Regions from separate parts of the Mus musculus genome. Here all the other regions are linked to region 1. The links are chromatin contacts, called in public HiChIP or PLAC-seq maps. All regions are on one chromosome and are shown on one strand. The core of a region is the stretch at or near the end of the contact, and the rest is flanking DNA. Distances in the headings are between cores, read along the strand shown.

Region 1 (7,253 bases), core at 3,764-6,263:
CTTGCTGCACCCCAGGGGACTTCTCAGTATCCCCGGGGAAACTTGCCAGTGCACAGCAATTTAGCCCCAGAACATGGAGCATGGACAAAGATCAGGTCAGAGTCCAGTCAGAGAGGGAATTTATACCACTTCTTCCTGACTGGGTGGTCTTAAAGAAGGATCTGGACACTCAGCAGGCACCCAGCCTCCCTGCACATCCTGCAGCTGTTTATGCTGCTGTTGGCATGGTTGAAGAAGCTGCTTCAGGACTCTCGTTGAGGGACCTCTGTCTGCTGACACGCGTTTGATGGAAGCTGACCTGAACCTGACAATACAAAGTCTCTCAAATACATTTTTATTTACAGTCTCAATTTTAAAAGTCAGTTTCCAATGGTTAATAAAATAATAATAATAATACTTATTGTTGTTGTTGTTGTTATTGTTATAAAATCTAGCCAAGCAAATAAATCCAGTGGGATTTGGAGACGTAAATGTCAAAAAAAAAAGAGAAAGAAAGAAAGGAAGGAAAGAAGGAAGGAAGGGAGGGAGGGAGGGGGAGCGAGGGAGAGAGAGAGAGAGAGAGAGAGAGAGAGAGAGAGAGAGAGAGAAAGAAGGAGAGAAGGAGAGAAGGAGAGAAAGAGAGAAAGGGAAAGGGAAAGAAAAGAAAAGAAAAGACCCTGCTGTTCATATGGGTGTGTAAGAAAATATAATTGCAACTCTGAGGCTTCGGGTGCTCAGGATAGGACCACCTGAGGATCCATCAGGCCACTGGTAAGAATTTCTGAGAGTGGTTAGGGTGTGGTGGCAGCAAGAATATTTCAGTTAGAAACGTAAATGTTGGGTTTGGAGAGCACGAACATTCTCTAACAGAATTGGGCGGCCAGGTGTTCTCACCAAGACCCACAAAAGACCAGTGTCTCAGAAATCCTTGGGTAACTTTCCCGGGCTGGCGATTCCCACGCGGAGCCACCTTCTCCCGTTGGGCTGCAGCAGCCCAGGTCGCCTGCAATGACAGATGGAGGACCCCGCTCCTCTCTCCATCAACCAAACCCCAGCCCTAGACTCCGCTCCAAGTCCCAACTCCAGCACAGGAGTGGAGCATGGCATGCCCTGGCCTCGGCGCTACCTCCTTGGGAAGCGGGACTCCAAGACGCACTGCGGGGGACACTGACCTGGAAAGCCCGCGCTCCGGGGCTGGCGAGGAGCAGCAAGAGGAGGAAAAGCGCGCGCTGTGAGCCCGGTCCCATCTTGCCACTCACAGCCTTGCTGCTGGGGAAGGCAGGTCGCTGTTCTCTGGCCGCAGTGCGCGGGTCCCTTGCAGCTTCCAAGGCCACTAGTCCGCAGCCGCCTGCACGGGACTGTCCCGACGACGCGGGGAGGCGCCAGCCCTGTGGCGGAGGCGAGAGAGGAGGAGCTGTGGAGCCTGGAATGCGCCTGGGAGCTCGCCCAATCCTCTGCTCTGGGAAAAGAACGGGTGCGACGCCTCGCGACCAAGGGTGGCCAGTGTCCACCCTGGGCTGCCCCACTGTCCGCAGTCCCCACTGCCCGCCGGGAGAGACCTAGGCCCCTGCCAACTACACGCGGCTGATTGATGAGCCAAATTTAGGACTGTCCCACTTCAAAGCCCACATAAGGACATCTTCCTCTAGGACAACAGAGAACAGGGTTAGTATGGCAGAAAGATGGCCTTCATAAATTGGACCAGGTTAGACCGTCTCTTCTTAAACCGTGGGCCGAAAAAAATGGGAGCTGAGTTACTGATTTTAGCAAATGGTGAGGCACGAAACCAAAAATTAATTCAAAATCAAATATAATGAATCCAAGGTATCCTTGGTCTCCATAACTGCTACTGGTCAGATGTCCAGGGGCACCACGGGAATGATCACACACGCACACACACACACACACACACACACACACACACCTAGGACACTTGGCTCAGATCTCAGACTAACTTATGTTACGAAATGAAGTGGTTTTACTGTACACGCTAAGTTTTTTGCTACTTTGTACTACTTACTTATATGAGGTGGTGTGCTCCGTGTGACAATTTTATAACCAAACAATCAATTTAGGGGGGGAAAAAAGTCAAAACTGCTTCTTATTCTTCAATATCAAATATTCAGCCAAGATTTAATTCTTCATGTAAAAATTAATAAAGCATATCAAATTTCCTTTAATTTTAATAAAGGATAAAATTATATTTATAGCAAATAATTACTTTAAAATAAATTTATGATTTATTACCAGTACGTGTTTGATCTGTACACTTCTTCATGTGCCTGAATTCCTAAGGTTGCAGAAATATTTCTCAGTGAAAAGAGACTGAGAGCAAGAAGTTTAAAGGGCTCTGAGTTAGACTAAGTCACCCTTTGGACAACTCTGCCAGTTTTTAAATCAATTCTCCCTAGGGCTTTTGGAAGGCGCGTGCTCAGTGACTAAGTTAAGAGGGCGCATGCTCAGTGACTAGGTTAGGAGGGCGCATGCTCAGTGACTAAGTAGGGCACATGCTCCGTGACGAAGAGTCTACAGCCTTCCTTCTAGTTTTCCGTCTGTTTCCCAAGGGTTTAAAGTAAAGGCCCAGCTACAGAACACGCCTGGGGTCTAGTTAGGTAACAGCCCTGTGACAGGCATGGAATTGAGGTTCCTGTACTCAGGCTATGAGTGAACCAGATGTCTCGGACCTCTCTACTCCTGGAAAACGTAATTTAGTTCTCCCTGCAAGGACATTTTGTGAAGCTCACTCTTCTGTATGGAATGGTTCTGAGCTGCTTTAGATGGAAAGCAGAAGGCAAGCCGAGAGTCCTCTCTTGGCCTGTTAGAGATGCTATAACAAAGTACTCCAGACTAGGCAGTGTACAAACAATACAATGTGTGCCGCGAGGCTCTGCAAGCTAGGTTCAAGATCAAGGCATCCACAGGCAGAACTGATGTCCGTAAAGTTTACTTCATCCTCACTTGTGGGAACAGACAGGAGATCGATAAGGATTCCGGCGTGGGGTGGTGGTGGTGGTGGTGGTGGGGGAGACAGGGTTTCTTTATGTAGCTCTGGCTGTACTGGAACTTGGTCTGTAGACCGGCTGCCCTTGAATTCAGAGATCCTCCTGCTTCTGCCTCCCAAGTGATAGGATTAAAGACATGTGCCACCAGCAGCAGCATGAGGTCTCTTTTGTAAGGACACTATAGTTATCTAATTCAGAAATATCCTAAGGTGACATCTCATCACACTACCATACTGAGGAAGGAGTTTAAAATATGACCATAGCCAGTTCCCTGGAAAGCATGGAGCACTGGGCACTGGGCATGGGACCTACCGGCCACCCAAGGATTGGCTATCCAACAAATACCACGGAGCTGTTTCCTCCCATCCATTGCATCGAGCAAAGTCCATGTCCTTGTGCTTTGAAAGTCTTGCTGAGAGACCCAGTCAGAACACTGCATGTCACTGTCCAGGTAGAGAGGAAAGGACAGCTGCCAAACCAGGGTAGCCCTTAGAGATGGTGGGTTTCTGTGTCAGTCTCCAATGTGTCTGCTGGCTATGAGAGAGCCACCCGTTTCCTGGCTGGGCTTGCCTCTCCTGTGAATGAAAGCTTTCATTCTATTCGGAGCGGCTATTTATTTTGACTTTTAATCTACCCCGTATTTACATGGCAACTTCCAAGCACTCTTAGCGGTTCTGGTTCCATAGTGGACACTAGAGGCTGGGCGGATGTGAGCAAGCCCTCTTTTTTCTCCTTTTACCCCTTCCCCAATCATAAAGCTGAGACACACCAGATTTCTAAGAGGAAGAGAATGAAACAATGTGGGAGCTAATCTCCTTTGTCAGCTTGACTGGGTTTGAAATCACGTAGGAGACACACCTCCTAGGCTTGGCAAAGAGAGTGTGCCCAGAGAGTTTTAATTAGGAGAGATGACAGTTTTTGTTTTTTTTTTTTTTTTTCCATTTTTTATTAGGTATTTAGCTCATTTACATTTCCAATGCTATACCAAAAGTCCCCCTTACCCACCCACCCCCACTCCCCTACCCACCCACTCCCCCCCTTTGGCCCTGGCGTTCCCCGAGATGACAGTTTTTGAATGTGGGTGGCACCATCCCCTTGGCTGGGGGCCTGGACTGAGGAAGAGGTGGGAAAGCAGAAGCCAGATGAGCTCCAAGTCTTCTCCACCATGCTGGACTCAATCCATGAACCCAGAGAAGCCCTTCTTCCACACCTGCTCCTCTGGGGGCAAGGACAAACACAGTTTTTTTAATGAAAGAAACTGTTCTAGGAACCGAGGGTGTAGCGCAGTTGGTAGAATCCTTGATTGATGTTAGTGAAACTTGAATTGGATCTTCAGCACTGCATAAGCCACTGGAAGCACTCACCTATAGTAACATTACTTGGGAGGTGAAAGCAAGACTGCAAAGGAAGAAGAAGAAAGTTGAATCTTAATTTTTACTAATATTCTATCCATGTAGATCAGAGACATACTCCTGTGTCATTATTAAAGTACTGGACACCTTTTTCTTTGGACACAGGAGCTCTCATTGGTCTGGGACTTGCCAAATAGGCTAGGCTGGTTGGCCCCAGGATCCTCCTGTCTCTGCCTCACCAACACTGGGATTAGAGGTATACCCTACCAGGGCTTGGCTTTTTATACATGGGTTCTGGGGCTCAATCTCAGGTCCTGATGCTTATAAGGTAAGCATTTTACTCAATGAACCAACTTCTTGGCATTTATTTATTTATTCATTTATTTAATCGTTTATTTATTTATCTGATAGGCTCTTACTATGATTACAGAAACCCCATCACTCCTGGCTAAGAGAGAAAGATTTGTTGTAGAAGTCTGTGTTGACCACCTGTCTACTGGCAGCAAACAATGAAAAGGGCTGTCCTATGGAGCCTTCATGGTCCCTTAGGGTGCCCACATCATGGTTCTCTCCTGATCCATGCATGAACCAGTCTTGCTGTCGACACATTCACAGGTCTGCATCTGCCCATGACTCTAAATGTCATCATCCTCTAAGAAGCTATTCCGAAGGTCTCAGGGACAAAGCCTAGCATGCTAGTCTGACCAGGGATAATATGGCGAGAGGAGGGAGGGGATCACTCAGCAGGAGAGCCATGATTTCATCCAATTCCTTCATTATACAAATATTTATCAAGTGCCAACTCCAGGCCTGGCCCTGAGCCAGGTGCTACATTATGCTCACACATTATATCGGTCAGCAAGCCATGCAGTTGTGTATAACATTGAGGACATTGTCTGGCTGTGTACAACATCAGGACAAACCAAAGAAACCACTGACCATACCCTGAGGGCCACTTCCAATCTTACAAAACAAATGCCTGTTTAAAAAAGACAAACAAGAACTAGACCTCATTGTGTCATAATTACAGAACAAACATCATTCGGTGTCTGCCAAGGGAAGAGAGGCTTTGAAAACCCACAAATGCCTTTCTACAGTAAAGTCTAAATGCACGTGGAAGGGGCAGAGTAGTGGGCTCAGTTGGTGGATGATGTAATTCTTGGAGTCAGACATGGCTGAGCTAAACCTCGCCTGAGTAGGTACCAATAGGGGCTTGTGGCTCTCCACCTCTTTTCATTTCTCATTTATATGAAAATAAAAACGTTTATCAGAGCCAATAAGACATCCTAAATAATAAAGAGCCAGACGTGAAGGAGTGAAGGATAAATAACCCTAAGGATGTTTCAAGAAGCTCTAGGAAATTATTTTGTGTTTACTTAAAGTTATATATAACATATGTACATAGAGTTTACTTGAGGCGCTAATATTCCCTTCCTACAAATTAAAAAAAAAAATCATAGAGTATTTAACAAAAACCCCAGTGCCTGGTATGGGACACTTATTCCTTTTTGAGCTGTTGGTCAGGAGAGTCTACGAGACTCACAAAACAATATAGTTTCTTGCCATTGTCCTTGGTGCCTTCCCCCAAAAGAACCTACTGCTGAAAACACCACATGCCGTGGACAAAGAGTTTAAAGAAATGCCGTTGAAACTGACCTGGAACCCTTCCCTCAGGACTAGTCCTCATAGCATTGGCTAGAGCCATGCGTGCTGTCAAGTGGGGAAAGCATCCAATAGTTCTATCCAGCTACAACACACAAACCACAACCATAACCATAAGCCTGACAAGATCAAGGCTTCGACAGAGCTGAGGGCAGAGCAAGGGGGGCTGGGCAAGCCCCATCACCATCTGCTTCCTCTTCTTACTGACAGTTATTTTTCTGGAGTAAATATCTTTGGGTAGTTTGGCTGTTATAGCCCTGGTTAATAGCCTAAGTTTTAAAAAAGTTAAAGGCTTTTAACTTTTTTAAAAAAGTAGTGTCTTAGTTACGTTTGTATTGCGGTGATAAAACACCATGACCAAGGCAACTTATCAACCACAGGCAGAGAGAGGATGCTGGCAATGACCTGAGGCTTTTGAAACCTCCTAGCTCAGCCCCAGCGATACTTCTTCCAAGAAGATCAAGCCTCCTAGTCCTTCCCAAACAGTTCCACTAACTGGCTCAAACATAGGAGCTGATGAGAGCTGTTCTCATTTAAACACCACAATAAACTTCCAGCCACACTTATCCTAGTATGCAGATCATTTAATATTATTTTGAGAATTCCATATATGATACTGTACTTACATCATTTCTATTCTACATTCCCCGACTTCCAACTCCTCCTGTGCCCCCAACCCTTTTCAAATTTATGATCTCTTTTTTATTACTTTTATGTATATTTATATATACACACAAACACAACCTGCTTGGTCCATTTAGTGTTGCGTGTATGTACACGTGTTTAAGGCTGTTTGGGACTGGATACCCTCTCCAGAGTCTCATCCTTGGAGGAGACTGATTTCCCTTCTCTCAGTAGCCATTACTTGCCTGTAGTCCTTTATCTAATGGTAGAGTCTTGTGAGAATTTCCCCATCTACATCAGCATGTCAACTGGTGGTGTTATTGTGCAGGGCTTGTTTAGGTGTTCACATTGTTGAGATGTCATGGGTCATATATAGGAGACACTATAGCAGATGCCCTGGACCTCTGGCTCTTGCAGTCTTTCTGCACCTTCTTTGGCAATGTTCTCTGAGTTTTAGATGTAGGGTTCTGATGTAGCTGTACAAGTTAAGGCTGGGCACCATTTTGTCAGGTGTTCTCTGAACTCAGACCGGCTGTGGGTTTCTGAATGGTCTCTATCTACTGCAAAAGAAGTTTCTTCGATGGGAGGTAAGGATTACATTTACCTGTTGGTATAAGAGTGAATACTTAAATGA
Region 2 (7,318 bases), core at 437-2,936, 370 kb before region 1:
TGAGCTCAGAGGCTTATCACAGACTTCAGTCTAAAGACAGGCCCAGCTTCTTCTCTGCTCTATCTCAAGAAGCTGCCCAGACAAAGCCGCTTTTATCTGCTGTTGTCACCATAAGATTCAGACCTCAGGGCGGCCACAGAAAAGCAGACGCACTTCTTCTATTGGAGAAAAGCAGCATGGGGACTGAACTCACTCGCACTAACAGTCAAAGCTCCTCACCCCAAAGTAAAGAACGGGAGGGATTGGATGTCCTGCCTCAATGAGAACGTCAGCGTCAAGGAAGGTGGAATGCCCTGCCTGCTACCCCGGCTCTCAAACCCAGCTTCAGACATGCTTTTCTTTATTTTGAAGCACGGAGCCTGTGTCCTCTCTGTGCTTCTCTGTGCTTACCCTTCTCTCTCTCTTTCTCTCTCTCTCTCTCTCTCTCTCTCTCTCTCTCTCTCTCTCTCTCTCTCCTCTTCCTCTCTTCTCTCTCTGTCTCTGTCTCTCTCCCTCTCCCTTCTCCCCTCACCCTCTCCTCTGTGTGTGTGTGTGTGTGTGTGTGTGTGTGTGTGTGTGTGTGTGAATGCCCACATGTGTTGGAGGAGAGGACTCACCTATGTACTATGGACACACATGTGGAGGCCAGAGGTCATCAGGTGTCATCGTCTCTCACTCTCCACCTTATTTTTAAGACTAAGTCTCTTGATTAACTTGGAGACTATCATTTCAGTTAGACAGTATGGCCAGCGAGCCCCCAGGTTCTGCCAGTCTCTGGTAAGCCGTTGGCTGGTTACAAACACACACTGCCAAGCTCAGGTTTTACATGGATTCTGAGATCAGAAGTCTGAGGCTCAGCAAACTCTACCTGCTGACATCTTCCCAGGCCTCTTTACCTGGTCTTTTTTTTCCTTTCCATTTCACTTTATGCACATGGGTGTTTTACCCATGTTTGTCTATGCATCACACAGAAGCCAGGAGAGGGCGTCAGACTCCCCTGGACTGGAAATGGTTGTAAGCCAGCACATAGGTGCTAGAAACTGAATGGGGTCTTCTCCAAGAGCACCCAATGTGCTTGTTGCTGAGCCAGAGCTCCAACTAATGCTCTCTTTGCTAAGCATTAGGAAGAAACACCCAAATGACACAATAGGTTCACAATAGGAATATTCTCATTTTCTCAAAGGGTCTAAAGATCCTATAGTAACATCGTCCAGCTGAAGGGGAGAACATTCTGGAATATTTTAAGTCTCAGAAGTTCAGTGTTCATCAGCTAAGCACTCGGCCCTTCATACGCTCATTTCTCTCTTTGCCTCCTGGGTCCTCTCTCTTACACTCATCCATTCACACGTAGCTGCACAGAGTGCCCAGGGACGGAAGTCAACAGAGGCAGGGAAAATCTGGCCCAGCATCTACTGTGGGTGAGACCCAGGAATCTAGGGCTCTGGAGGATGGAGCAAAGAAAGCTGGGCTGGCAGGAGGGCTCCTTGGCAGCAGGCAACAGAGGTGGTCCACAGCAGGGAGGGGAGAGAGAGGCAGACCCCGAAGAACTGGGGAGGGGGGCTCCTGTGGTTGTCCTTGCTACCTTCTCTTCCACTGCAGAGCCAGTGGCCAGGTTCTATCAGCTTGAGCCTTGCACTCCTCAGTGGGGATCCCGCTCACTGTCTGGGAGCATGTGCAGTGTGAGTCAGCACAGTGACATCTCTCTAGTTCCAGCCTTACTCCACGCAGCAGTCAAAGTCCAGAATGGAGTCCAAAGGCTGTGGCTCGCACGGAGCACGTGTCCTCACACTTGGCTTGTGAGAAATGCTTCCTTCCAGACCGCATCTGACGTTGGACTGGAAACTCATCAGAAGGAAAGAGAGTTGTCACATCCAGAGCAAGTCCTGAATGCTAAGAAGTCGGGCAACCAAAAATCTTTATTTCAGTCCAATAGTGGAAGGACTGACCTGGGTATATTTCCCTCTGTATGATAATTTAAATACTCAGTGGCTTTTAGGATGCCTAGGAGACATTAGACCAAGTTGTCCCGTGAGTCCCAGGCACTTTCTCTGTCATTTTGAGGGGTTGCACAGAGTCTTGCAGTTTCCAGTAACTGGTTCCAGGCATATGGAAGAGACGTGTGAGTGAAGCATTGTGCACACAGTGACTGTTTGGGTTGTAACAGCTCCCTCTGCAGATCTCCTGCCAAGCCTTACCCGGGTTTCCACACCCGCCCACCAAGCATATGGAGACTTGGCTAGAAACTGCTCCTAGGAAGCCCACTTGGCACAGTAGGACTTCACACCAGAGGTGTGAAGGACTAGGATTCCTCTGCTGCTAAGCAAGCTCCCTAATGACAGGCACAGGGGTGCAGCTCTGGTCAGGTTCTTGAGGACTGACAGAGGAGGCCTTATGTCCAGTAGAAGTTGTTTTCAAGAAAGCACTCGTCTCAGGGGTAGAAAGATGGCTAGGTAGCCAGGAGCATGCTCTGTTCTTCCAAAGGACTTCAGTTGAATTTAAAGTTCACAACCATCTGTAACTCCTGCTCCAAGAGATCCAGTGTGCTCTTCTGGTCTCCACTGACACCTGTACTAACATGCACAGATACACACAACCTATGCATAATTAAAAATAAAATCTGTTTTTAAAAAGAATGAAATCTCCTTCATCAATATTCCAACATGTTTGGGGAAGGGAATAATGAGGTGCCCCCCCCACACACACACACATCTGAGACCATATGGATAATGGTTGCTTGTGGGGTTTTGTGGGTTTCATGTTTTTCAGTGGTTTAGTCATACATACACACACACAGACACACACACACACACACACACACAAACACACACACACACACAAACACACACACACACACGTAGGAGGGAGGTCACTGAAACAAAGAAAGAGTTTGGTGGGAAAGGAAAGGCAATAAGCAAAGATAACAAGGGACTATAATAAAAAATATATAACTACTATAGGTATCTATGAAATTGTAAAAGACCTATATGTGTGTGTGTGTGTGTATACACACATATCTATACATATATACACACATATATACAAATATATATGTATACATATATATACACACATATATACGTATGCATATGTGTGTATACATACACACACATATATATACATATACACACACATATATACAAATATATATATGTATACATATATATACACACACATATATATAGCCATTCACTATTTTATGCCAATGAGCAAAAGGCAGAACTCTGCCTGTGTGAGAACAGAATGGACTTCTCTCTACAGTTAAGAATAGGTCCCAGGCATTACACAGAGTATGGCAATCCTCAGGTGAGATAGGCATGTGTGTTGCAGTCCTTTCTCTCGTGTGTGTGTGTGTGTGTGTGTGTGTGTGTGTGTGTGTGTGTGTGTGCGTGTGTGTATGTAGCAGGGGAAGATCCTTAAATCCTAAGCATCTGCCTTTGGAGCACATCTAAGGAGAAAGGGGCATCTCACAACCCAAGGTGAGGATGAGGGACCTGGAATAAGGAGAGGAAGACTGGGGACAGATGAAACGTGATGTTTGGGACTTTGCAGGGTGCTACCATAGTAGGCAGTTTCCATCCTTTTTGTGCCCCTAAATTCTGTGCCCCTATGTTAAGGCAGACTTCCCTTCACAATACAAGCTGAAATGCCAGAGGCTGGAGTTCCCAGTTTCTCTATAGGAAGACATGGACCAGGGCTCCACCAATCAGATAAACCCACACAGCATTTGACTCAGAAGTTGGTGGCATGAAGCTCTCTGTAAAAGCCACTCATTGGAGCCAGTGAGGTGGCTCTGAGGGTAAAGACACTTGCTGACAAACAGTGTGAGTTCCATTGGATGTCTCGAGGGAATAAGGCAGAAAATGACAAAGCAGAATGACCGAGCTCTGTCTCTGCAGTGTGCACATGCACACACATCATACAAACAAACAAACAAGCAAATCCAGGTATCAGGGATAAGGGAGAGTGTCCTGTTGCTGTGTAAGTCAAGAACATGGAAATACGGTTTTATTTTTAGTTCTTAGTATTTAGTAGTAGTAGTGGTAGTGGTGGTGGTAGTGGTGGTATATGTGTATTAGTGCTTTGCCAGCGTGCATGTATGAGCATTTCCCTCAGACTATAGAAGAGCCTGTTTGATCCCCTCGAACTGCAGTCATAACAGAAGTTGTGAGCCCCCATGTGGGTGTTGGAATTGAACCCAGGTCCTCTGGAAGAGCAGCCAGTGAGTGCTTTTAACCACTGAGCCAATCTCTCCAGCCACTTTTTAAATTTGTTGTTTTGTTTTGTTTTTCAAGACAAGGTTTATCTGTGTAGCTCTGGCTGTCCTGGAACTCACTCTGTAGACCAGGCTGACCTTGAACTCAGAAATCTGCCTGCCTCTGCCTCCCAAGTGCTGGAATTAAAGGCATGGGCCACCACTGCCTAGCTTGTCTTATTTTTAAATGTTTTGAAATTTTTAAGTAAAAGGCAACATATTATTCTACAAATATATTAATGTCTACATAAAGGGAAAGATAAAGTATGCATTCTAGAAAAAAATGGTGGGCCCATTAAGGGGCAAGTGGTGAGGGATTGGTGGTCTCTTTAACATCTAAATCAATTTGTGGAGCTGATAGGACAATTTATACTTTTCTTTTTTTTTTTTTTTTTTTAGTTGAACATCTTCAAGTTTGTTTCTTTTATGTGTGCAATAATGATATTTTTAAATACACTAAACAAGAAGCAGAAGGCTAGATCTACTCTTCATTATGTGAGACTCTGAGAGGCAAGAAACCTCCCTTATCTAAGGAGAGGATGTGCAAAGATCCATCGCATCCCATCTGCAGCCCGCCAGCCGCTCCAAAGGTCACTGCAGCTCAAAAATGAAAGTCGTTAAAAATTATGGTATGCTTATGCAACAGAATATTACTCAGCAATAAAAAAAGGGGGGGATTAAAGACCCAGGCACAATTGCCTACTCTAATTTCCATGAAATTCTAGAAAAGACCAAAGGAAAGCAAGTACCGGTGAGGCTTGTGGCAAAGGAGTAAGTAAGAGGGGACGTGGACGGTGACAGATCCTGAACTTTACCAGTTAAAATTTGCTTAACTTTACTGTGATTATATTTACCTTGGTCTGCATGCTTATTCTATCTTGCCATATACTGAAAATGGGTGCATTTTATTGCATGCAAAGTCTATGGTTCCCAAAGTGCTGTAACCGCACAACTGTTCATCATCCAAGAAAGCCTTTCTCTTGGATGCTACGCCGATGCGGACACAGGATGGTATCTTTTTTAGCTGCTTCTCAACTTGTTCAGATCAATAAAGACACAAAATTCTGCTCATTGCAGAAGACTGAAGACCCTTTGTTAGCCCTCGGTAGTCCCCTCCCCGCTGAAACGGTCAGTCACATTACGAAGCCCCACTGGTAACTGGTCTCAAAGTGTGGAGCCTCCTACCCCTGCCTCCCAGTGCTGGATGACAGGCATGTACCACGGTGCTTTCTGGCTGGCCACTCACTCTTTCTTTCCCTCTTTTTATTTCTTTCCGTCATCTTCCCTCCCTCACCCTACTGCGGGTTTTTGCATGGAGCCTTGCCTGATCTGACCACACTATGTAACTCAAGCTGGCCTTGAACTTTGAGCAAACCATTTCCTCCTTTTCCTCCCGAGCCCTGGAAGCCCTTGCCAGTGTGCCACCAGGCCTGGGCTCTGTGGTTCTTTTTTTTAAATAACATTCCTAGTCATGCATTTCCTTTGCCCATTTTTATTGTGATCTTTTATTTTCTTAGTTATTTTTGCAAGCTCTTTACATATTGAGGACATTAACTCTTTGCCTCCTCTATTACAGCTGCTGTTTTGTATGTGGCTGATCTGTGCCCTTGTATGACTGTGGGTTACCTGTACTGATATTACTTCCATTACTTGTGCCCTGTAAAAATTCTTATCACAAGGATAAATGTTTTCTTCTGGACCTTATTAGAGATGGTTAAAGGGTTCACTGACTAATCTTTTCAAACTCGGACTTTAAATTGTCCTTTGGCAGGAGAAGCCAGCCCCAGCTGAGAAACACTGGTTTAGGCTTTACCCACTTTCCCCAGAGAGTAAATTCTCATAGCATGTATGTCTATTTCATAATTTTCAACTCTAATCCAATAAGACAATGCTTGTTCTTGGGCTAGTAGTATTCAACTATTTTCACTATCGCAGTTTTATATTACCGTTTAAATAATTTCTTGTTCTCCCAGCTGTGTCCTCCTCTTTTTCCTCTTCTTCCTCTTCTTCCTCCTACTCTTCCTCTTCCTCCTCCTTTTCTAGTCCTCCTAAGAATATAATCTTATTGAAAATCAGGCAGAAATGGAACAAGAAAGACCCTGGCAGAGTGCAAGATGGGATCACCCGCAGAGCACCTTAAAGGCCAGGCAGTGCTGCTGGGGTGGGGCCCGCAGGCCTGCATCTGCCTGGGGCTGATAGGTGAAAAGGCGCCAGATAGGCTCATCGGTGGACCCAGAGGGAAGGAGCTGCAGAGAGCAGACCGGGAGGAGGCAGAGTTTTGACCTGCAGGCACTAAGTGGGGATGGGGAAGGGTGGAGGCAGGATACAGGTGCCTGCTCATAGCGTGGATACAGTTCTGCTGCCCACAACCCCAGGCAGCATCACACACACACACACACACATACACACACACACACACACACACACACACACACACACGAGAGAGAGAGAGAGAGAGAGAGAGAGAGAGAGAGAGAGAGAGAGAGAGAGAGAGAGAGAGAGAGAGAGAAATGAAATGAAGCCTCTCTAACCTCTAGGAAGAAAGGTTCTGCCTCTGATCTGCCAGGGGATTCTGGGATGAGCAGGGCAGCCAGGGCAGCCTGCCCAGGAGCCCACAGCTCTGCCTGCTCACAGGGCTCTGGCCCTGGCTGTTTTGTTCTCCCCCAAGCATCAGGGATTTCTGTCTCTTCCAGGCAACTCTATTCAGAGCATGCCTGGCACCTGGTGGGGCTGCTTCAGGACTGTCTCAGCCGTAAAGAAGCAGCCCCAAACTGGCCTGGACCCCCAGCCATCTTATAAAGGGCAGGACCCAGTAGCTTACTGACGTCACCAGCACCGGCTTCTTGCCTCAGGTCCTTGACAAAGGCTTGGACCAGTGCTCCGTGTAAACTGGAGATGACATGTTCCTTCCCCTCACAGAAAATCCCAGCAAAAGTCCCCAAATTCACCCTGACAGACAGACTAGACTTTGTCACCCGTCTGTCCTGGAAGAGGGCAGACTTGACCAGTCTTGACTGGCTTCAACTTGGAATCACTTATGTGCCCAACAGAAATTTTCAGCTTCTGGGAAGGGGAAAGGGCTGGAAA
Region 3 (6,955 bases), core at 2,313-4,812, 320 kb before region 1:
TACTGAGGTGGACACCTTTGTGCCCTGGAGTCAGAGCACAGGCATTGAGGAATTGGTGAATTCACAAGCTCAGGACGAGTCAGGAAGAGTAAGATATGGGGTAGCAAGGAAGGCAGAAGGCCCCAGGATGGCCAGAGCCAACTCAGCTCCACTAGACTGAATCACCACTTTTACTTCCTTACTGAGGTGCCTGCAGCCATTCCATACTTCACTACCGCTGGGTCCCCAGAGGCACTGGTGTCTGGCAGGGTGCAAGATGACCTGTTTTCCTCAGCCTGAGAGCGAGCAGAGGAAGCAGCGGCCCTCAGCTAGCCCAGAGGTGTCAGCTTCTCTTCTCACCAAAGCAGCTGCACCGCACCTGACGTCAGGCGCTGCCAAGGGCCCGGGCTTCCTGTGAGCTAGACTCCCAGCCGCCTTTCTCACTAAAGAGAAGAGTGGGCTTGCCTCTCCTCAGCTCATGACCCACTCAAAGGCAGCCCGCCTGAGCTCCTGATGCTGGCAACATTTGGATCATCCTAAGCGTTTGCTAAGTGCCATCAACACACTGACTTAAGTGGTAGAGGATTGAGAGCCTGGTGTGGGCTGTGGGGATGGAGGAGGAGGCGAGCAGGAGGAGAAAGCAGATGGAGAAGACGAGACCGAATGGAAACCAGGCACCGAGACTAGACTCTGGTTTCTCCAGCCCTTACTGCACTGTCTGCTCCGTGGGTCTAACCGCTCATCTAATGACATCTTCAGCTCTGTCCCCGGCTCTACACTTCTCTGGAACCAACCCACACAATTAAGCCATGATTTTCTACCATTGCCCATGGGACAGAATCCAGAAGGCTTTGTCTAGCCAGGGCTGGCTTTCCACGACTGTGCCTTCCATCCAGACCAGCTTTATTTTCCATTGCTTCATGGCCGGGGGGGGGGGGGGGGGGGGCATCGACTGTACCCAGGCTGGCTTGTCCTTCCCACCACTCCCTTCTGCGCAGCTGTACACAGTTATTTAGCAAAAGGTAAGCTTAGATTTTTATATTTTATTTCTTGGGGGTTTTCCCATAATTATCTACTGAGTGCCACCATTCATAAAATTAGGAAAAAATAACTTCCTCAGAAGTCTTATCTGCTTCACAGCCCACCCTCTGGTTCCTGCCTTGTACCAATCCTGAGCAACAATGAAGCTACCTGAATTCTACAGACGAGAACTCAAGTCTCAGAAGACACGGGTTCCTCCTCAGCTGGAAGAATCCTGGGCCAGAGAGCTCTAGTCTCCGCTCAGGACCTGTTTATTCCACGGGTTAAGGTCATCCCAGTCTCCCTCACTAAAGTGAAAGCTCACGGGAACATGGGCCATCCTCACTTCCTATATTTGGCAAACAATGAGCACATTAGTGTCTTAATCTATGCAGACTGCTAAGACAGTACGCCGTGGACTCTAAGCAACAGAAATGTATTGCCCAGAGGAGGCTGGGAAATTCCAGATCAGAATACTCACAGGTTATGTCTCCTGAAGGCCCATCATTTGACCTACAGAAATCCATCCTCTTTCTTGTCCTCATGGCAGAAGACTGAGGGAGCTCTCTGGGAGTTTCTTATGAGAGCATTGACCCATGAAAGTTTCACTCTATTATCTGATCACCACTCAGAGGCCTGCCTCCTGATGCTACCATATTTGGAGTCAGACTCAACACTGGAATTCTGAGGCACACAGTCTACTACAGATGGGTTATAACTACTCTACATTAAAAAAAAAAAAAGCAGCACTAGGTAAATGGTTAGGCTTTTGTTTTTGGTTTCATTTACAGAGTTGCTGTGCATGCATGTGCGAGTGTGTGTGCTTGTATGTGCATGTGTGTCCTGTTACTGAACCCAGGTCTTCATGTCAGTGGAATAGGCAAGTACTCTAACTGGACAACAGTCTCACCAGCCCCTCAAATTCAGTATAAAGATGAAATTCCCGAGTTGAGGATGTAGTTCACTCAGTAGAGTGCTAGCTTAGCTTGTTCAGAGCCTCAAGTTTGATCTCCAGCATCAAATAAACTGGGCTTAGTGGTGTGGGCCGGTAATCCTAGCCCTTTGGGAGGTGCAGACAGGACGAGCAGAAATTCAAGGTTGTCCTAGGTTTCATAGTTCAAGACCATCCTGGACCCTGACTCAAAAAGTTTAAATTCCCTCCCCCTCGTTCTCCCACCCTTGAGATCTTTTTTAAAAAATGTGTGGGTTTGCCTGCATGTATGTCTGTGTAGCATATGTATACTGTGTCGGAGGAGGCCAGAAGAGGGTGTCAGGTTCCCCTGGAACTGGAGTTACAGAGGACTGTTAGCTACGGAGTAGGTGCTGGGAACTGACTTCAGGTCCTCTGAAAGAGCGATCAGTTATCTCTCCAGCCCAGTGCTGTCCCTTTGACAGACTGATCACTGCTATCCTAGAAAGTATTTGATAAAGTTAAAAGAACAAAGACCCTGGTAAGTTAGCCTCGGCCAAATCATAGTTGGATCGTTCTTATCAGCTTTCCTCATGGAGGTGGAGTGCCCCCTATCGGAATGGCTAGAAAGTAGCCGCTCCCCCACCCCCATGTCTGCAAGGTCTTTCTCTGTACAAGATGTGTAGGTAGTGTTACCAGGACACAAACAGAATCATGACAACACTTTGCAGTGTAATTTCATGATTTATATATCAATTATGTTTTATGAAGTTATTTTTAACTGACTAAAAGGTTTTATAGCTGGAATGTTGCTATATTGGGATGGAAGACTGGAATAATCTTCCCCAGCCCTGCATTCCTCTCACCTCTTGCTCAAGGTGAGGCTATGCTAGGCAGGAGGAGGGGCAACTGCTTATCACCTGCCACTATTCCCGTTGAATGTCCAATCACCTCCTGCCTCTCTAGGCCTAAGAGCCACTTTGTATCCCCCCGCCCCCCCCCCCCCCCCCGCCCCGTCTCTAAAGTCCAGGCTTGTTTTCTTAATTTCTTAGATTAGTAAATCTAAACATGCTATTGTAGGCATTCCTGAGCTCTATGAACCCACTGTTAACTCTCTACTCCTTGGCCAAGGACAGCTTCTGTCATTCTGAGACAGTGGCCTGCTTTGTCCTTCCATGGCCTGCTGGATCCCTCTAAGTCTCCCTAGAAAAATACGAAAAGGGGCCAGGTGTGGTGGCACACGCCTTTAATCCCAGCACTCGGGAGGCAGAGGCAGGTGGATTTCTGAGTTCGAGGCCAGCCTGGTCTACAAAGTGATTTCCAGGACAGACAGGGCTATACAGAAAAACCCTGTCCCGAAAAAAAAAGAAAGAAAGAAAGAAAGAAAGAAAGAAAGAAAGAAAGAAAGAAAGAAAGAAAGAGAAAAAGAAAAAGACGAAAGGGTACAATACAAAAGGAAAAAATACAAGGAACCAAAGAGGAAAAATACAAAAAGCACAAGCAGGTCCTATATCCAGACCATGAGGCCATCGCCACTGTCAGCTAACCCTGGAGAGGCTCCTTCCTTGGCAACAAGGTCAAGTTCACAGTCTGCAAAGCAGGACTGGCCAGAGCCCTCATTTGATTATAGCTTAATCCTAATCTGACCAGGTTTGGATGCAAAGCTTTCTCAGTTTAACAGTGACCGGAGTATCTCTGCTCTTTAGGACAGAGCTTTCTATCTTAAGGTCCCAACAAGTGCTTTTTGGTGTCGGTGCTAGAGTTTCATGTTTGCTGAGCAAGTGCTCTACCGCCGAGCTGCATCTCCAAACCCACACAGGAAGCCTTGTAAAAAACTGAAATGAAAGAAAATACCAGAGCACATTCAACAATGTGAGTATTATTTCCTGAAAATTGTGGTAAGGCGTGTGTGTGTGTGTGTGTATGTGTGTGTAAACTGTTCATAATATAAAATGTATTTCTTTGTGTGGGTGGGGGTTTAAAAAGTTTTGAAAATATTGACTTAAAGGAAAATATCCATTCCTCAAATAGTATACAAATATTATCAGAGCTGTGTCTTGCTCTAGGAGAAAGAAAAACAAAAGTTGGCTACCACATCTGGAAAGCTCCGGATGGGGTAAGTACAAAGGCCACCAGCACAGGATGTAAAAACCACAGTCTGAGGGGTGTCATGGGAGAAGCCACCTCCTTCTTTAGGCCTGATGGCTGGTTCTGACATTGGCTAGGGAAGGAAGGGAAATGGTATGCTTCTGATGAAGCACGGATACCAAGCCACAGCCCCAAGCCCCATGGCTGGAGCTGCTACCAAGACCTTGGTGTGAATGCTGGGAAAGGACCCAGAGTGATGGGAACAGACAGGGATGAGAAGAACAAAAGTGGGAGATATGGATATATAAATATAAATATGTATATATAATTGAGTATTTATATTATATTTAATGTATGTATGTATATGTGTATATATAATATTTTTTAAGGGAAGGGGGGTGGAACAGTGGAGGACAGCCACTTGAAGGCCAGATGTTGCCTTTGTTTCTACCTCAAGGCCTTTTTAGACTTACCTCATTACTGATTCTGATTAAGATGTATGCTACATGAGTCCATGGTCCGATAGGAATTTCTACATTTAGATTTTCCTTGTATGTTCCTGTCTGGCTAGAGCCAGTGTTGCTGTCTGGTTACCAGACTCAGCTGTGCCTCCCCTCACAAAGCACAGGGGTTTTCTCTTCTCATGTTCTCTGGGTTTCCCTGCTGAGCCCTATAGCCTGTCCTTTCGGCTATTTTGTGGATGCTTTTTTCTTTACCCTTCTCCACTTTTTCAACCCCTTAATATTAGATAGAAGAGAGAAAAGGATGGCGGGGAAAGGGGGCGATGATATTGTTAGGATAATTCCTGCTGATTAGGGCTGTTGAGTTCCTTAGGGCAAGTTTGATCTTCACAGTCAGGATATCTTTCTCTTTCTTCCTTTCTCTCTCTCTCTTTCTTCCTTTCTCTCTCCTTCTTTCTCTCTCTCTCTCTTTTTTCCGAGACAGGGTTTCTCTGTATAGCCCTGGCTGTCCTGGAACTCACTCTGTAGACCAGGCTGGCCTCAAACTCAGAAATCCACCTGCCTCTGCCTCCCGAGTGCTGGAATCAAAGGTGTGCGCCACCACTGCCCGGTGGATATCTCATTTCTTGTTTCTTTGTGCACAACTATTTAACAAATAGCAACCAACCAACAACCAACATTGAACCAACAACTGGCCAGTCAGCCCCGTCGATTGGGGTGCTAGCATTTATACATCCTCTGAAAGGTCGCCAGAATTCCAGATCTCATACAATAACAGAAAGTATCTGCGGCTGGCAAAACCACGCCCCTTCTTAGAGCAGGAGGCAAGTCATCGTCAGCCGCATATCCCACACCTGGGATTAAAAGTCTTATAATATGTCTGTGTTTTTCAGAGAAACCAACATTCTCACTACCAAGCCTCAGCACAGCTGGAAGGAATTCGAAGGAGAAGTGTTGTCTCCTGGCCCTTCCCCTGACACTCCTGCGGTTGCAGACAGGTTGACTATAGAAAATCACAGCAGGTTGGAGCATTCCATTTCCTACTTTGCAAACAGGGAGTGGCCCAACACCTACTTCTGCATCTCCGCCCAGACTCGGGGGTGGGGGAGGGTGTAAAGGACCTTAAGAGCGAGCGTATTCCTTTTCCCTTATGCAAAAAGACTGTTGACCACTCTACGTACAAAATGTCCCCTGTCTGTCTGCCTTTTCCTCAGCAATTGCTGAGCCAGTCATTGGAAAGCGGCAAGGCAAAACACCCATTACCAAGATGTAGCTACCAAAGGACTGAGATTTGGGATCAGAAATTCAATACCTTTACCCCAGCCCTTGTGGACAACTTCCTCCTGTGGGACTGAGGACTCTAAGAGGTCACCAGAAAGTTATATATGAGCTCCTCCATTGCATGGACTGTCTACCCCTCCTCATCCCTGCCCGAGCGCCCTCTGCTCTCAGTGAGTTCTGCTCTTTGTTTCCCCTCATCTTTTTCCCTGTCTGAATCCAACCCACAGGGATTAGCTCAGTTTTCTTATCTTCTAGGAAGCCAATCCACAAAGAACACTCAAAATGCCTAAAATCTCCTTATGGCACTTAAATGTTTATGGGTAATAAAAGGAATCACTCCTCTCCTTATGTGTGACCTTGTGATGTTTGTCTCTGAGTTTATAGACTCCTGGAACCCGGGGACACTTAACTCTCTCTGTGCCTGTCCCAGAGCTGAATATACAATAGGCTCTCAGAGCTGAGTTCTAACATCAACCTGATTGAAAAACCTGGCTTCAATGGTTTTTGGTTTTTGTTATTTATTTATTTACATGCCAAATGCTGCCCCTTTCCTGGTGCCCCCCCAGAGACCCTCCCCCATACCCTTCTCTTCTGAGAGGGCCCCCCTGCCCCGCCCCAACCCCGCCAGGGTATTTCCCCAACCCTGAGGCATCAAGTCTCTGCCAGATTAGGAGCATCTCCCACAGAGGCCTAGAGCACTTTTAAATCACCCATCCCAGGCCTTGTCAAAGTAGCCATGACTAAAGGAAATCACAGAGATTAAATGAATTGTTTAATTAATTGCTTCATGCGTCATAAAAGTTTGATTGCTTTAACTATAAAGAGGCAAGATGGAGGTCAAAGGGCATTATCTTTTAATTTGTTTATTTCTGTTTTTCATTTGATTTTAGGGTTCTCCATATTCTTCCAAATTTTACTCTCAGTTTTAATTTTGCAGTGGCTCCTAAATGTCATGTCAGAACAAAAGGCTCTGTCTAGAAGTCCTGTTCCCACTCCATCTGCTTTATCCCTCCTGTCCTGTCTCTGCCATGCCCTACAGCAGGTAGCTAAGCTCATTAGTCTCTGCTTTTTTTTTTTTTTTTAATTTCTATTTTTGTTCCTTTTTTCTTGAACAAATAGGTACCTGTTCTTACTTCTTCCCCTAGAGGGTATTCTTGAGGTAATTTCTTTCACGACTGCCTCACCACCACAACTACCACCTCCTCCTTCTAGTCCT
Region 4 (7,365 bases), core at 2,522-5,021, 470 kb before region 1:
TGCCCCATCTTACCTGGCCTGACTCTGACCTCACCCAAGGAGGTCTGGAAAGGCAAGGAGAGAACCCCACCCCTCCCCTCCAGCAAACTGAGTCATGCTGAACACAGTAAATCCTGAACAGAAGGATTTAATACAGCACTAGACACTGAAATATTCAAAATGCTTCTGCTTTGACCCTAATTCTACTTGTGGGAAACAGTTGTCAATCCTGTTAACTAACAATCAATGCTGTGCAATGGCCTTTGTGCACTTTATCAGTGTTTATTGGATTGTTATTCAAAGCACTAATGAGAAAAGAAACAAAACAGGAACCAATTAATTAATATTTAGTATCTCATATGCAGCTGTTAAAAATGCTTTGAAGGAGAATATCTTATGTCATAAGTAATTATTCTTTTTAGAATGTTTAATAATAGTAAAATCACAGTTTATACACATAATTTTATTCTAATACTGGTGACTGTCTATATGTGATACATATATGCAATTCTATATTTTTATATATGAAATATCCATGTGTCTATATGTAAAACTACATATAGATGTAAATAACTGCATATATGATGTGTATAAGTACATATACAAGGTATATTCTGCTAGCCTTGCTTATATGTTTTCAATCAATATGAATCAAATTTGCATAAGGAAAAAAATTGCCTCTCTGTTGAACAAATGCAGGCTTTTCTTTCTTGTTATTAGTGCCTAATGGTCCAGCCTAACAGCTCCTTGCATAGCATTTACACTGTAGTAGGTCCTACATCATCCATAATTCTCTTATAGTCAGTGGGAGGATGTCCCGGGCTCCAGGCCAACACTGGGCCATTTCATATAGGGAACTTAGCATCCTCATCTCTAGAGAGCAGAAAGAGATTACACAAATCGAGGGGAGGGGCTGAGACCTGAAAATAAGGCAGCTCTCCGGGAGTTTCCAACAACACAGCCCCTGAGGGCTCCTCAGCTCTGTGCCACACAATGAGGAGCTGCCATGGACTCCAGAAGCCCAGGGAAGCCATGTGCAGAAGAAAGGGGGTGAAAACATGTGTGATCTCTGCCCCGGGTTCATGATTCAAGAAATTCCTGAGTCAGGGCAGAGACCCTGGAGTAAGGCTGAGAGACCCTAGCGAGTCTGGGCAGGAACCCACATCCCAGGGGTGCTCATTGTTCAGACTGGGGAGGCCCGTGTAAGCATCCTGAGAAGTGTGAAGAGACAGCCCCTGGGCTACAAAAAGAAAGAAGCTCTCCTTTAAGGAAAGGAGGGAGCAAGAGGAAGTTTCAGGAGTTTTCATAGAAAAGGTAGGGCCTAAGTTAGGACCTCAATCAGAGAAGAGTTTCTACCATGAGACATGTGGAGATCGATCAGCACATGCCAGGGGAGGGGGTTTAGCACAGAGGCAGTGCCGGCTGTGCCAGGGTGGGAAAGATATGACAGGTGTTTGGGAAACCTACAATGCCACAGTTCAGAGACAAAGCTGTGGGTCACCTTGCTCCTCCTGTGACATGACTTCATAACAACAGATGTGCCATTTCCTTCCTTTTGAGAAGAAAATAAAAACAGAGGCAGAGAAAAGACCAGTGGTTTGTTATAGTCAAAACAAAGATTGAGAAAACAGAACTCAATCCTCAGAACACCCACCCGAAGGCTGGGGGGATGGCTCGTTAGTTAAGGGCTTACGGTGCCAGTGTGAGGACCTGATTTCAGATTCCCAGGAACTGCATAAAAGCTCAGTGTTGTCATGCAAGAAACAAAAGTTGGGGAGACAGAAAAGTAGATCCCCAGAGCTCACTGATCAGCTGATCTCTTCACACAGTAAATTCTGGCTTCAGGGAGAGACTAGGTCTTGAAAGATAAGGTAGAAAGTAAAAATGAAAACACCCAACATCAAACTCCAGCCTCCACATGCACACACGTGTGCATGTATACACATTGGATGTGTGTGTGTGTGTGCAAGCATATTATACATGCATATACCACACACGTGTGCGCGCACACACACTGACTTAGCCTCTGTCCCTAACTACTGGACTACTATGACCAGCTTTATCCACTGTAGACTAGCTCACAGGTGACAGCCACCACTGTTAATGCTTCCATTTTTACTCTCCAAAAAATATCTAAACTTAGTCATGAGGTTCAAAGATAAGTCCACTAATGGTCCACTTCACTGGGAACCCCAGCCTTTACGCAGACTTTCCCACTGACTCATTGCTACTCTTGACTTTTTTTACTTTTCTCACCTGCAAAATTGACATGTTTAAGGAGACTTCCAAGTATATTTAAAAAGAAGAAAGAAAGAAAGAAAGAAAGAAAGAAAGAAAGAAAGAAAGAAAGAAAGAAAGGAAGGAAGGAAGGAAGGAAGGAAGGAAGGAAGGAAGGAAGAAAGAAAGAAAGAAAGAAAGAAAGAAAGAAAGAAAGAAAGAAAGAAGGAGAGAGAAAGAGAGAAAGAAAGAAAGAGAGAGAGAGAAAGAAAGAAAGAAAGAGAGAGAGAGAGAAAGAGAGAGAGAAAGAGAGAGAGAAAGAAAGAAAGAAAGAAAGAAAGAAAGAAAGAAAGAAAGAAAGAAAGAAAGAAAGAAGGGAGGGGAGGAGGAAAGGGGCTAGGGAGAGAGAGGGGAGAGAGAGAAAAAACAATCCACTGCTGCCCTGTTTGGCATCCAACTTGTGAAGGCAGAGGCTCTGGCCACTCTGCCTCTGTCTGTCCCTGTTATCTGGTCCTCCAGCCATTCCCTGGAGGAAGCCAGTACTCCCCTCCATTCCTCTCCTTACAACATGATTTTGTCTCCTTGGTTATTTAAGTGGCAAGAAGTGTCCCAGATCACAGACCAAACATGGCCTAGAAGCAACAAAAGTACTATACTGTACATTTTGCGTTAAGTCATGTGTTACCCTCAGAACAGTTTATAGGAATGAGTTTGATTTTTCAGCCCAGCATCTGGGCTTGGTGCCTAGGAGAAGAACATAATAATAAATATGTGGTGACACCTTTGGATGAGGAAATTGAAACCCAGAAAGAACTTACAAGATAACTTCTACCTCCTGGCTAGCTATCTCCTTTTACCTTAAGAATATGGTCATCCTCTGCGCCCTGAACTTTGCCCTCCTTTTCTTGGGAGACTGATTCCTCTGGCCCCAAGCTGACTCACCCCCATACATCTCTTGGGTAAGATAACTATCTTTTAAAACAGTGTGTGGAAATAATATACTAGTTACCCCATCCCCCAAAACACCAGGAAAAGTCCAGGCTGGTTGAGGGGCTTTCATTCCAACAGCGAGTCCTTGCCTTGGCCCTCATAGCGGGACTGTTCATATGGACAGATTAGTAGTAACATCGGGAATGAACGTACTGCTCCCCTGGTCTCATGAACTGATGCTTTATTCACAAACTGACCTCTATCCAGTGATTGACCATCCCCACAAAGCAAGCAGTAGGTCTTTCCTGCACTGCTTACATTCCTCACCCACTCCTTAGGAGCTGCATTACGGGACTATGCGTCTGTGGAATGTCTGCACACTTGGCGGTCATCTCTATTTGTCGCGACAATAGTACAAAGCAGACCCACTCACTCCCTTTTCCCACAGATAGTTCCAAGGGCATCTTAAGAGAAACAGGCTTCTGGGTGAACAACGATAGGTGGAGACCTGTGGCTGAACTCTTTTACCCACAGCTATTTTTTCCCCTATCCATTGAAATCATTAGATACTCAGTTGGCAAACGCGCATGGAAATTCTGGTTTCTGCTATTACTACAAACTGCTACTGAGTAATCGCTCTGGATTCACTTGGTGCCCACAAAACTCGGCCTCTACTTCCTTGGGAATTCCCCGGCGTAGAGAGTTCTCAACGCCTTGGCACTTTGCTATTTTTAAGGCTGGAAGTGGAATGTTTGTAGAACTTCCTCTGCAAAAGGAAATAGTAACCTCTAAACATTCATCGAAAGAGATAGCAGACGCTGTTTTAAGGTTCCTTCCGTCGATGCCATCCAGCAGAGCTAAGAGCCTCCTGCCTTTCCTGTAACCTCCGCAGAGGCTCCGAGAGAAAGCTAGGCAGTGGCTCTGGGGCCCACTGGAAAACACTATCATCCATGCTTGTCCTTCTACCTACTCCACATTTTCAGGGATCTTTGTCCTTCATTTTCAAATATCAGGAATGAAAAGGTTCAGTAAGGAGAAGTTGGTACTCTCTACCTGAGCCTGGCTCCCAAACACCCCAGGCGAGTCTCTCCACAGCCTGGCTCATTGGCCACTGAACCTCTACTGTGCCTTTTTCCATGATGGAAAAAATACTTTGTGCCCAGCCATAAAAACGTTCTCTCTGGACTTGAGACTTCCCTGTAGCCGAGTCCCTCCAGACTCAGGCTCAGCAGTTTATCTCTGCCTCCCTTCCCGCCTCTCCCTGGCCAGGAAGGCTTGTCCAACTGGCACAAGAGATATCACCACTGGTCTGCATCCTTAATTGAGTTGCCCAGTTTCTTTTATCCTTACAAAGTATTGCCTTCGTCCTTGAGCTGGCACAGTCCCTTCTTAAGACATTTCCATGGCGGCTGCGACAGTTGGGGAGCAGGAGGGGGGGAGTGTGAGAACAGAGAGGGAGGGAAGGAGAAGGGAGGAAGGAAGTGGGGAATGGGCTGGGTGCTACTTGTTAATCATAACCAGGTGAAGGATAAAACATCACCTGTTCTTTTTTTCTCCCATAATTGTACTTTCAGACCTAAGGGAACCTTAATCTTTTCCAGAACCTTCTGTTGAACACTTATTGCAAGTTTCAGAATGATGGTGTGAATACGCCTTCTTACAGCTAATGCTGCTCCTTTTCCTAAACCCCATTAGAAGAACATTAACGGGTTCTGTTGTGCTTCACACTGCTTTCTTCTTAAAACATTAACCCACAAGGATGCTGAGAACAGAGGAGAAAACTGCGAGAACAGGGAGCAGGGAGTGGGAACCTGAATTCTTTAGGTCCACCAGGCAGTTCTTCAGTTCACCGACTTCACACTAACAACAGCAACCCAGGAGTTCCCAGCTTCACACAGGAGTTCTGCAAGCAAGCAAACAAACAAATAAATAGAAGTTGTTTTTGAGGGGCAGTAAGATGTGTTTGCTGTCAAGGATTATGTCCTGAGCTTGATTCTCCATTACCCACATGATGGAAAGATAGAAATGACGATTTTTAAACTCAAACCTATTTAATGTGGGGGCCAGTGAGGTTGCCAAGCACAAGTGTTTGAGTCCCAGGACCCAACTGGTAGAAGGAAAAGAAATCAGCTCTGTAAATTGTCTTCTTCTAACTTCCACATGTATAACTGACACACAATAAAGAAATAAAGTAGTAAAAAAATGAACAACAAATATACATGAACTGGTTTGGACAATGGAAAGCAGCTGGACACGTGGAGGCTGGACCTACGTGGGCAGGAGAAAGGAAAAGAGCCAGTCAGAACCCTGCACCTTTGGGAATGAGTTGGTCAATAAGTAAGACTGTTTGTAAGATGATTAAGAACAATAGAGTCTTACACACACACAAAACAGTGATTCATGTAGGATTCCATTCATATAAACTATAGAAAACATGAAGTAATCTATGGGGACAAAAACAGATCTGGGTTTGTTTGGAATGAAGGGGAAAGGGGGACAGACTACAGAGAGGCTTAAGAGGAACTGGTATGTCCTCAGCCGTGGAGACAATTTGATAGGCATATATCAAGACACACAAACAGAATAATTTAGCTAGGAGCAGTTTGTCAGCTGTCACTTTTACTTGACAAAGCTGTCATTGAAGAGCTGTTAAAGCAGAGACGCGGGGCTAGTCAAGGTGCTAAGAACAAATGACCATTGAGCACATAGCCTTAAATGGGTCAGTCTTGTCAATCACTCCATGTCCCACAAAACATTAGAGAAGAGGACAGAAGGAACATAAGAGGCAGAGGCTGGGAATAAGAACCCTGAAATGCTGTCTTTGGACAGGACAAGGTGCCGTTCTCGTGATCCCATAGCAGCTGTGATTTCTTGCATATGATCTGTATGTAGACTGAGTCTATAAGCATTCAGCCACAGATATGGCAGGGGCTCATGAGGCCCAGCCCTTCGCAGGAGAGCTATTGACTATCCAGAACTGTGAGGAAGAGGAAGTCATTGTCTTCAATGATGTGGCCACTGTTGAGTAACTCATGCCTCCTGCCATAGTTCCACACCCATGCCCACACAGGCAGCCCTGGTTAACTCCAGTGGATCACAAACCAAAACCATGTAAGACATGAAAGTGTGGTGGGAGTGGGGGGAGGAGGGGCTTGTGAGATTGGGGGAGCATAAGAGACGATGGGGGGGGATGTGTATGATCAGAACCTATTAGACATGGATATGAAAATGCCAAAGAATAAGTTAATACAAGAAAGCTATAGTTTAAAATGCTGACATGGTGTGGAACTAAGGGCTGCAGAAATAGCTTGAGTAGGTAAGAATGATTGCTGTGAAGGTAACTGGACCTGAGTTCAAATCCCCAGTAGCCATATAAAAAGCTAGGCATGGGAAAATATGGCCCACAACTGGGAGTCAGAAACAAGTAGGTCCTAGGAACTCTCTGGTCAACCAGCCTAGTTGAAACAGAAAGCTTTAGGTTCTGTGACCTAAAAAAAATAATGGAGGAAGGTACCTGATGCCTTCCCTGGACTTCATAAGCATATGTGTGGGGATACACACACGTGCACACATACGTGCACACATACATATACACATAAAATGCAGGCTGCTAGTTGGTTCTGTGATTTTAGAAAACAATAATAATAATTTTACATATAGTAGAAAAATAAAAATGAAATAATCAGGAAAAGGTGAATGATTAGGTTCCCAGAATAGCTCTTAGCAAACTACCAGGAATCGGATTCTGTAAAAACTGGAAAATGAAGTGGCTTTGTACTGGAGGATGCCAGGTAAGATAAAAAGAGAGTCTTGTAAACAAGACAGTTCCTGAAGGCAGAAAGTCTTCTGTGAAGAATCCCAGCTTCCCCCACACCTAATGCAGGCTAGTCTCTGTCCCCATAAGACCATATATTTGATTTGTGATTCCCAGGTAGTGGAACTGTTTGAAAGGATTAAGAGATGTGGCAGTAGTTGAGTAGGCGTGTCCCTAGTGTCAGGCTTTGAGGTTCTGAAAGACTCGCATCATTTCCAGTGTCTCCTTCTCTCTGCCTTGCGCTTATGGATTGATATGAGCTCTCAGTGACTGCTCCAGCTCCATGCCTGCCTGCTGCCATGCTCCCTGCATGATGGTCAGAAACTCACTCTCTGAAACTGTAAGCCCTGAATAAACTCTTGCCTCTATGAGTTTTCCTGGTCATAGTGTCTTATCACAGAAATAGAAAAGTAACTAAGACAGAA

What was found. HiChIP or PLAC-seq counts read pairs in DNA pulled down with a chosen protein or histone mark.
Region 2: an HNF4G HiChIP or PLAC-seq map of pancreatic cancer cells shows a contact between it and region 1. The contact joins two enhancer-like sites. A contact is called at or near these places in 9 of 39 promoter capture datasets (the 3T3-L1 cell line, the C10 cell line, the HPC-7 cell line and 5 more), 1 of 484 Hi-C or Micro-C datasets (bone marrow-derived macrophages), 1 of 115 datasets of contacts at active chromatin or transcription factors (pancreatic cancer cells) and 2 of 9 other capture datasets (liver and macrophages).
Region 3: a contact with region 1 is called in a FOXA1 HiChIP or PLAC-seq map of pancreatic cancer cells. The contact joins the promoter of AI847159 here to the enhancer-like site in region 1. A contact is called at or near these places in 3 of 39 promoter capture datasets (the 3T3-L1 cell line, 3T3-L1-derived adipocytes and the HPC-7 cell line), 1 of 484 Hi-C or Micro-C datasets (the C2C12 cell line) and 1 of 115 datasets of contacts at active chromatin or transcription factors (pancreatic cancer cells).
Region 4: an HNF4G HiChIP or PLAC-seq map of pancreatic cancer cells shows a contact between it and region 1. The contact joins two enhancer-like sites. A contact is called at or near these places in 2 of 39 promoter capture datasets (hippocampal neurons and pre-B cells) and 1 of 115 datasets of contacts at active chromatin or transcription factors (pancreatic cancer cells).

The regions. Positions count from the first base shown.
Region 1 is chr2:128,858,046-128,865,298 of GRCm38.p6, reverse strand. It overlaps Fbln7 (fibulin 7), which reads right to left and starts at 1,367. Exons shown (of 8, transcript NM_024237.4): 1 at 1,152-1,367. The coding sequence starts at 1,226. Within about 2 kb of position 5,013, at least 8 of the 459 cell types and tissues checked have an H3K27ac peak or open chromatin away from gene starts, as enhancers often do. A contact at or near this core is called in the HPC-7 cell line and pancreatic cancer cells, where this site is marked.
Region 2 is chr2:129,227,064-129,234,381 of GRCm38.p6, reverse strand. It overlaps A730036I17Rik (RIKEN cDNA A730036I17 gene), which reads right to left. Exons shown (of 5, transcript NR_045838.1): 4 at 597-2,573. Among named protein-coding and RNA genes, the nearest start is that of A730036I17Rik, 12 kb to the right of the region's middle. Within about 2 kb of position 1,686, at least 51 of the 459 cell types and tissues checked have an H3K27ac peak or open chromatin away from gene starts, as enhancers often do. A contact at or near this core is called in pancreatic cancer cells, where this site is marked.
Region 3 is chr2:129,177,280-129,184,234 of GRCm38.p6, reverse strand. It overlaps AI847159 (expressed sequence AI847159), which reads left to right and starts at 3,562. Exons shown (of 3, transcript NR_045264.1): 1 at 3,562-3,781; 2 at 3,976-4,025; 3 at 5,352-6,087. Gm39932 (a long non-coding RNA gene) reads right to left here and starts at 1,632. Exons shown (of 2, transcript XR_866734.2): 1 at 1,481-1,632.
Region 4 is chr2:129,327,222-129,334,586 of GRCm38.p6, reverse strand. No RefSeq gene overlaps it. Among named protein-coding and RNA genes, the nearest start is that of Gm25703, 15 kb to the right of the region's middle. Within about 2 kb of position 3,771, at least 35 of the 459 cell types and tissues checked have an H3K27ac peak or open chromatin away from gene starts, as enhancers often do. A contact at or near this core is called in pancreatic cancer cells, where this site is marked.